Regions from separate parts of the Mus musculus genome. Here region 1 is linked to region 2. A link is a contact called in public HiChIP or PLAC-seq data. All regions are on one chromosome and are shown on one strand. The core of a region is the stretch at or near the end of the contact, and the rest is flanking DNA. Distances in the headings are between cores, read along the strand shown.

Evidence for each region. HiChIP or PLAC-seq counts read pairs in DNA pulled down with a chosen protein or histone mark.
Region 1: a contact with region 2 is called in an HNF4G HiChIP or PLAC-seq map of pancreatic cancer cells. The contact joins two enhancer-like sites. A contact is called at or near these places in 1 of 39 promoter capture datasets (liver) and 1 of 115 datasets of contacts at active chromatin or transcription factors (pancreatic cancer cells).

Annotation. Positions count from the first base shown.
Region 1 is chr1:167,385,546-167,389,599 of GRCm38.p6, forward strand. The region is part of intron 1 of Mgst3 (microsomal glutathione S-transferase 3); the gene reads right to left. Among named protein-coding and RNA genes, the nearest start is that of Mgst3, 6.3 kb to the right of the region's middle. Within about 2 kb of position 1,891, at least 87 of the 459 cell types and tissues checked have an H3K27ac peak or open chromatin away from gene starts, as enhancers often do. A contact at or near this core is called in pancreatic cancer cells, where this site is marked.
Region 2 is chr1:165,767,958-165,771,943 of GRCm38.p6, forward strand. It overlaps Creg1 (cellular repressor of E1A-stimulated genes 1), which reads left to right. Exons shown (of 4, transcript NM_011804.3): 2 at 1,856-1,975; 3 at 2,675-2,859. Among named protein-coding and RNA genes, the nearest start is that of Creg1, 6.2 kb to the left of the region's middle. Within about 2 kb of position 1,409, at least 50 of the 459 cell types and tissues checked have an H3K27ac peak or open chromatin away from gene starts, as enhancers often do. A contact at or near this core is called in pancreatic cancer cells, where this site is marked.

The sequences.
Region 1 (4,054 bases), core at 641-3,140, 1.6 Mb after region 2:
CCTCAAATTCTAAATGAGTATGCGCTCTGTGAAAGACATATTTAAGGACTTAGTAGGATCTATAATAATTTTTTTTATGGAGTTCTTCATTCTTTCTGGCAGGAACAGCAAAATGGGAAATCATCTCACCAATACATGTTGAAAATCTAACTACGGGGCCGCGTGCACACCAGGCAGAGACTTTATGTAAGCTTTCTCCCCATGATAATCCTATGCCACAGTTGCTATTACTGCTGTTCTCACATTACCCGGGAGGGAAATAAGGCAAAGAGGGATTGGGTAATTTGCCTAAGCCTCCATCACTGGTGAATGCAGGTCTGGGGTCAGAGTGCAGACAGGCTGACCAGTGTCTTAACCACTTGCTACAAAATCACCCTGCAGAGCTTGTGCCTTGGAAGTTAGAAGCAGCAATAAGGAATAATCCTTAGCAGAGCTTATGTCCTGAGCAGTACTGCCGCACCCTGCTTCTGTCTTAGGAGCAAAGGGAAAAGATAGCAGCCCAAGAGAGGCTGCAGCTAGACAGAAGCTCTTTGGTTCCACCTTACATTTTCATGGCGCTGAGATCCAACCCTACACATGTTTGGAGCTGAGCATATACAAAATACCAGCCTCCTGGGTCTTTAGAATATTTTGCATCCAGGATCGGCTTGGTTATTGCTTCCTTACCAATAGGGATGGCTTTTTTTTTTTTTAATCATTGCTGTTATTTTCTTCTTGGTGAATGTTCCTAGCTAAAACCAATACAATGTTGAAGAGAATAGGCAAAAGTGGACATGCTTGTCTTGTTCTTCATGTATGGCTGAAGCATTCAGTTCTTCACCATTACATATGATACTATAGGAAGTTTTATAGATACCTCTGTTGCAGCTATATTAGAAATCTAATTATTTTGATATGTTCAAACCATAGCAACTATGTATGTATGTATGTATGTATGTATGTATGTATGTATATAGATAGATAGTTTTTAAACTTCAATAAAGTATCTTGTAGTCCCCTCCTCAAAAATAAGCCCCAGGCCATGGTGGGTTTCTGGGCAAATGAGGGTACTCTAGTAACCAGCCCTTGTGATCTATAGGGATGGGGGTAGGACAGGCATCATATAATGGGTTTATAACAAGATAAAGAGAAGGGGGATATGTTCTATGGAGGTGTAGTCAGGTGTGGGGGAGGGAGTGCCTCAGCAGGCCCATGTTGAGACATCCCTTCCCTCTGAGGGACCAGCCATACCACGGTATAGTAGAGAATAGAGTTTATTCAGGGCATGGGGAGGGGAGTTAAAGAGGGCAGTAGAGACAGAGAAAGGCGGGGGGGGGGGCAGGGAGAGAGAGAGAGGGAGAAAGAGAGAAAGAGAGAGAGAGAGGAGGAGGAGAGGCTGGTCATGAGCACATGGAGAGAAGGGGGGGGGAAGGGGGAGAGAGGGAGGAAGGGAAAGCAAGAGCAAGAGAGAGCAAGAGAGTGAGGAGGAGGCAAGCAGCCCCTTTTACAGCAAGCCAGGCATACCTGGCTGTTGCCAGGTAACTGTGGGGCCGAATGTTAGACAGAATGTTAACAATGGCTATACAGTATAGTAAGTTAAGCAGACACCAGCAGGCTATAGATCTGTCACAGACATCATCCATACCCTCAGGCTAAGAACCTTAAATCTAGGCTTAAAATGTGGTGGTGTTGGTTTTGCCTCCAGGATTCACTCTGTTCCAGGGTATGAGGCAGCAGCATGGGGCTCTTAGGCTCTTTGGCTCAGGTGCTCTCCTTTTAGGAATTCTGCTGACAGCTTCTCCTGGGAAGATCACTATTCTAGTACTCCAGTTTGGATCGACCCTGTCTGTTTCCTGCTTCCGCCACTGCTGGCCTATCTCACTGGGGCATAGTTCTTTCAGTTACAGGGAAGGGTTCTGGGCAAGCCTACTCTTTCACTGTGTACCCAAGTCCTCTTGGCTGCCTAGTGAAATGCCCCAGGGCACAATCAGCATTGCATAAGTAAAGCAAAAGGCAGGAGTTATGGATGTGGGCACCATCCCAAAGAATTTATCACTCCTGAGTCACCAAGTTACACAAAACCTTAGGGTTTCCTAAATGACAGATTTCTCTTTGACTTTAAGTAAACAAAACCTCAGGTTGGACAAAAAGCAACTTCTACTTCAGTTTGTGATGTTGCTCTTCTGCAAATTTTTAGCTGGTGTTTTATGTTAATACAAACAGGAAGGTGACCATGACTAAGTATCCTTAGCCCAGCAAAGCCACCATTCCCCCAAAATCTCATAGCAACCCTTACTTGGTTGGCTGTGCTATCAGTCCAACCCCAACGATTTAATGATGGTGACACAGGGATGGTCATTTAAAGGGTTGGCTTGGTCAGATAGAATGGATGCCTCTTAAAGTCCCACATACAAGATGGCTTAGCAAACTCGGGTGGGGCTGGAGGCTTGGTTTACTCACTTACAGCTTCCACTAACAGCTCTCCAGCTTTGAATCAGCCTTTGGATGTTTCCACAAAGGAATGGGCCTTTCAGGGATTCCTGATGGGATTTTGCCCCAGTGAGGTAAGGCTGGAGGTCATGGAAGGAAATCAGGGACAGGGCTGATGGAAACTCGAGTGCCAGAATAGTGATATTCCCAGGAAGATCTGCCAGCAGAATTCCTAGAGGAAAGCACGTCTAGCCCAGGAGAGGCTTGGTGGGGGAAGAGTAGGAAGTTAGGGGAAGCAATATGGATGTAATTCTATCTCCAGGATGAAGAGTCTTCAAGAGTCACACCATTTCTCTGTGCTCATCCCACCATTCCATAATGGCAGCTCTAGTTCTCTTCCACAACAAACACATCAACGCTTGTTTGTCAAACCTTCAAATAAGCCATTGCTCAAATCCTCCTGCCTCTGCCTCCTGCCTGCTATGTCTAGGGGCGTAGGGTACCATAGCCAGTCACCACTAACTTAAAGGCACTTAAGAAAAGGGATAAGAGCCTACGTAACCCACTGGTGATGCAGGTTCAGTAGCTATTTCTCCAAGGGTTACAACCAGGTAGCTGGCTACACAAAAGGAGCCGGATTGATGTATGGACTGCTATCTTGGCAGCAGGACGTAGTGGGTCCTTCTTAGGACCTCAGTCTTCAGCCTCGTCCATGCACCAGCAGCAGGTCTGGGAATGAGTCACGTTGGGAAGATGGAAAGCTCTCCCCTTTCACCCAAACACATTCAGCTCTACAGCTAAGCAGGCGCAGCCCAGCCACATTCAAGCTTCAGATGGAGTTTGAATTCCAACACTGTGGTGAATTGTCCCTACTGAAAACAATTGCTAAATATGTTACTGGGCTGGTGGGAGGCTGGGGAGGGAAGGACCAGGGAAGCTGGACGACAGATGAATGGCTCTTGGTGCTGTGGGACAAGCTGGCACTGTTGTGCCAGTTAAGGCCAAGGCAGAAATTACTTTTACTCTTCAGAGTCTGGCTTCTGTACGGCAAGACCCCAGACATACATGCTTGGAGGACATAGAGTCTTGTTTGGGAAGAGATGGCAATCCTGTACCCCAGGAACCCAAGGACATTGGGTTTGTTAGAATAAATTCCAGGTTTTCCCATAGGTATGATGTTAGTTTTTTTTTTTTTAAAGAGACCCTCCATGCTTAAAGTTCCATGGGCTGGGATACCCTGACACCTGACTTTGAATCCTTGGGTCATACTAGATATCCTAGAGGTGTGCCCTCCAGGACACAGGACTCTCTAGACGCATCTCACATCTTGCTTCTAGTGGTTTGGAGGCAGCCGCCTCAGATGAGAAAGGAGAGGTATCAAGGAATACAGTTGGGGGGGGGGGGAAGACACCAAAGCACTTGTCAGATGAAGTAGATTTGATAAACTCAGTTCAGGAGAAAGCATTTGACCCAGAGGACTGCTTACGTCCAGTCCCACCTCCCACTCCCTCAGATTCCTTCCTTCCCTTTTTTTTTTCCCCCAGAGACAGGGTTTCTCTGTGTAGCCCTGGCTGTCCTGGGACTCACTCTGTAGACCAGGCTGGCCTCGAACTCAGAAATCCGCCTGCCTCTGCCTCCCAGGTGC
Region 2 (3,986 bases), core at 159-2,658:
CTCTTCCTCCTGCTCCTGCTCCTCCTCCTGCTCCTGCTCCTCCTGCTCTTCCTCCTGCTCCTGCTCCTGCTCCTCCTCCTGCTCCTGCTCCTCCTGCTCCTGCTCTTCCTCCTGCTCCTGCTCCTCCTCCTGCTCCTGCTCCTGCTCCTCCTGCTCCTGCTCTTCCTCCTGCTCCTGCTCTTCCTCCTGCTCCTCCTGCTCCTCCTGCTCCTGCTCCTCCTCCTGCTCCTGCTCCTGCTCTTCCTCCTGCTCCTGCTCCTGCTCCTCCTGCTCCTGCTCCTCCTCCTGCTCCTGCTCCTGCTCCTGCTCTTCCTCCTGCTCCTGCTCCTGCTCCTCCTGCTCCTGCTCCTCCTCCTGCTCCTGCTCTTCCTCCTGCTCCTGCTCCTCCTGCTCCTGCTCCTCCTCTTGCTCCTGCTCCTGCTTCTGCCGAGCTTCAAACCCTGGTGTCAGGTCTGAGGAGATGGGTCATCAGGAAAAGAGCTTGCCATGCAAGTATCAAGGGTTTTGATCCCTAGCACCCACGTAGAAAATCAGCTGAACTTCCTGTACTCCCACTGCTTGGCAAATGGAATCCCCTGGGGCAAGTTAAGGAGTTCCTGGTTCATCCACACTTGTGTATCTGCCCACATACATGGGAACACACACACAAACACACACACACACACACACACACACACACACACACACACTCACACTCACACACACAGGTGCACAAGTAGTAAAATAAGTAAAACCTTGGGTACAGATTGGTGCGGGGACTCAGCATTTTAACAGACTCGGTATGGGATTCTAGAAAGCACTGCTTGGGTATTGCCTGCAGAGTTCACAGTAGGGAAACCTCACCCAAGGCTCCCTCTTGTTTTCCTCCTTGGGGAGGTTGAGGCGGGAGGGTTCCTCTTCTTACCTAACAGCTTGCAGACAGCAAATTCCTTAGCTGGAGTGAAGGTGTGTACTTCTTACCTAGCAGCATGCCCAGCAAGATCGTCTTTATTTTTGATTATGTGTGTGTGTGTGGCTATCTCTGTGTATGTATTGATGTGAGTGTGTGGGGGCCCTCAAAGGCCAGATATTGGATCCTTTGGAGCTGAACTTACTTAAAAGTGACCGTGAGCCACTGGGCGTGGGTTCTGGAAGGGGAGCGTGGGCCTTTGGAAGAGCAGTCACACTCCTCCCTGCTGAGCCCCTCCCCTCCCCGCTTCCCTGAGCAGCTCTGAGACTCAGTGGGTTTGATGGGCCATTGTGAGATGGGCGCATGCAGTTGTGAGTGTGCAGTAGTCTGGAACAATGGTGGGTGCTGGAGAGAAACCAACCAGGAATCTTTTTGCCTTGGGTTTGGAATCTGAGGTAAAAATTTTCATGTGACAGAAAGAGTAAGCAACTTGAGACCACGTGACAATTTCTGCAGCCAAGTGATAGCCACTCAGCATGATTCAGCTACTTTCTTGTTTAAATTGTGCAATTAGGCCGTGCGAGCACCTGTGGTCATTTTATGCAGTTTTTCTTTTTTCTTTTTTCTTTTAATTAGAGCTTAATCTTGTAGATATTCCAGCCCTAGTTTAGGGGGTACTTTATTTATAATTCTGATAAGTATGGAACTGATAGGACTAGCTATGCTAAAACATCCTCTACAGTTTGTTAATTTAAAACATGACACCTCTCCACACACACTTTGTGGGGATGGGACAGGTTTTTACCCATGGGTCACCCCACCCCCACCCCAGTGGGTTACAGTTCACTGTTTCATGGAAGTGAGCTGCAGTCAGTTCCAGGGGATAGTTTGACTGCGGGCTGTAAAGTGTGTACCTCTCCAGAAACTGTATTTTACAATGAAGGATTTTTATTTTTCTCTCTTCAGGAAAATCCAGAGGCTACGCTGACTATGTCTTTAGCACAGACTGTCTACTGTAGGAATCATGGATTTGATCCCCAGAGTCCCCTGTGTGTTCATATAATGATGTCGGGAACTGTGACCAAGGTAAGTTCCACGAAGAGAGATGGGCTTAAAAGAATGTGGTGGCATTAAAAACCAAGGGAGGGGTCTTTGGAGAATAAAACGCAATTGATTTGTGAGTGGGCAGATGGTAAGAATATGTCCTAACACAGATTTCAACAACTAAAGGCCCTGACCAGGGTCTGTCATATAGGTGTGTCCAGTAGGGTACTTATGGGGCAAAGGACCCTTGTCCTGGAGCCAAATAGATGTAACATCTGGAAGGCTCCTTATAAAACACTCTGGCTAAAAACAGCTGCTCATTCCGAACCATTGCTCTCTAGTTTCAGGGGGCTCCTTGTCCTCGTGCCTCTGCCTCCCAAGTGCTACTTCTAAGCACTTTTGCCCTTCTTGCACATGCATTGAATAGAGTAGGTGTGAGGGCACTTTCAGGCCTGGGTGACAGCCAGTGCTTCTGGGCCATGGACAGTGCTAGCTTGGAATGACTGTTGAACAGCCAAGCTCCACCCCCATCATGGTTCCTGCTTTATTTGTGTGTGTCATTACAAGTTTGAAAGGGCACGTTTCTCTGTTTTCTTTAGGCTTCCTGTACGCTCTTGACTCTTAAGATCAGAATTTGCAACGGAACGAGGTGCCAGGCAGTTTGTGGTGTGAGAACCACCCCTTCTTAGTAAGATAAAAGTGTCCTTAGAACGGCCTGTTTATCTCCTGTTTGTCCTTCAGGTGAACAAGACAGAAGAGGACTATGCAAGGGATTCGCTGTTTGTTCGACACCCTGAGATGAAGCACTGGCCTTCCAGCCATAACTGGTTCTTTGCTAAATTAAAAATAAGCCGTATCTGGGTCTTGGACTACTTTGGTGGACCTAAAGTAGTGACACCTGAAGAATATTTTAACGTCACGCTGCAGTAAGTAATTATACATTTTCCACCATTGCCGGACTGTAGCTCTTCCCAGCACCCCCAAGGCTGAGCCTGCTAGGACCACCTCTCAAAATTACAAAACACATGGGATTACAAAGACACTAGGCATAGGAACACACACCTTTAATCCCTCTCATCAGTGTCAGATGCAGAATTAGTAAACTCACCTGTAACCCTAGACCTTGGGAGACAAGGGCAAGAGGATTAGCAATTCAAGGCCAGCCTGGAAGGCTGAAAATCAGCTCAAGTTACATGAAACTGTGTTTGAAACAAAAACAAGCCCAACAAGGGGGACCTAGTAACGGGCCTGTAGCTCTCAGCGTAGTGAAGCCTAGGGTCTATATTTTATGACATTTTCTACACCCACAACTATAACACAATTGGAAGGGATCTGTGGCCTGCAGAGGTAATGGAGTTGATTCCAAAGGGGCTACTGGAGAGAAAGGAAAAGAGTACGGGAGGTTTAAGTTCAAGTTTAGCAGTTGGGCCCTGGGGTTTGGGTGTGAATCTCAGCATTGCAAAACAATAATAAAATTACTAAGGGCTGGAGACATAGCTCAGCCCAAGGGCCTGGGTTTGGTCCCCAGTACATCTAGTCTGGAAGTAGAAAAGAACAGTATCTAAAGATGGCCTGGGCCGGGAAGAAGGGAGTGGTCAGATGTGGAGTGAGGTCAAATGAGGTCAAGGGTCAGAGGACAGAATGGGAGGGACTAGAGTGTTCCCTAAGTGACACTGGATTTTGCAATATAGGACATCTATCTACAAGCCCAAGAGGTGCTACAGCAGCTAGAGTCTGTTGAGCGTGTTTTGCTGGTCTGTGCTATCCTAATCGCTTCCTGTTCGTAGCTGAAATTCTCACCACACCCCTGTGAAGCGAGCGCTGATTGCTAGGCTGTAAAACAAGGGCCGGCCTGGGAAAGGGGGCGCTTGCATAACGCCTTTCAGCCAGCAGGTGGCAGTGCTGGGATTCAAACGCTGGGCGTCCTAGCCCTGAGCCCTCTTCTGACCCCTAACCCCGTGCTGGACGCCAGGTTCATCTTTTAGTTCACTTCCTGTTTGCAATGACTGACAACTCTGTGGAGAGATGGGGGAGGATAGTAGGACTTATAAGT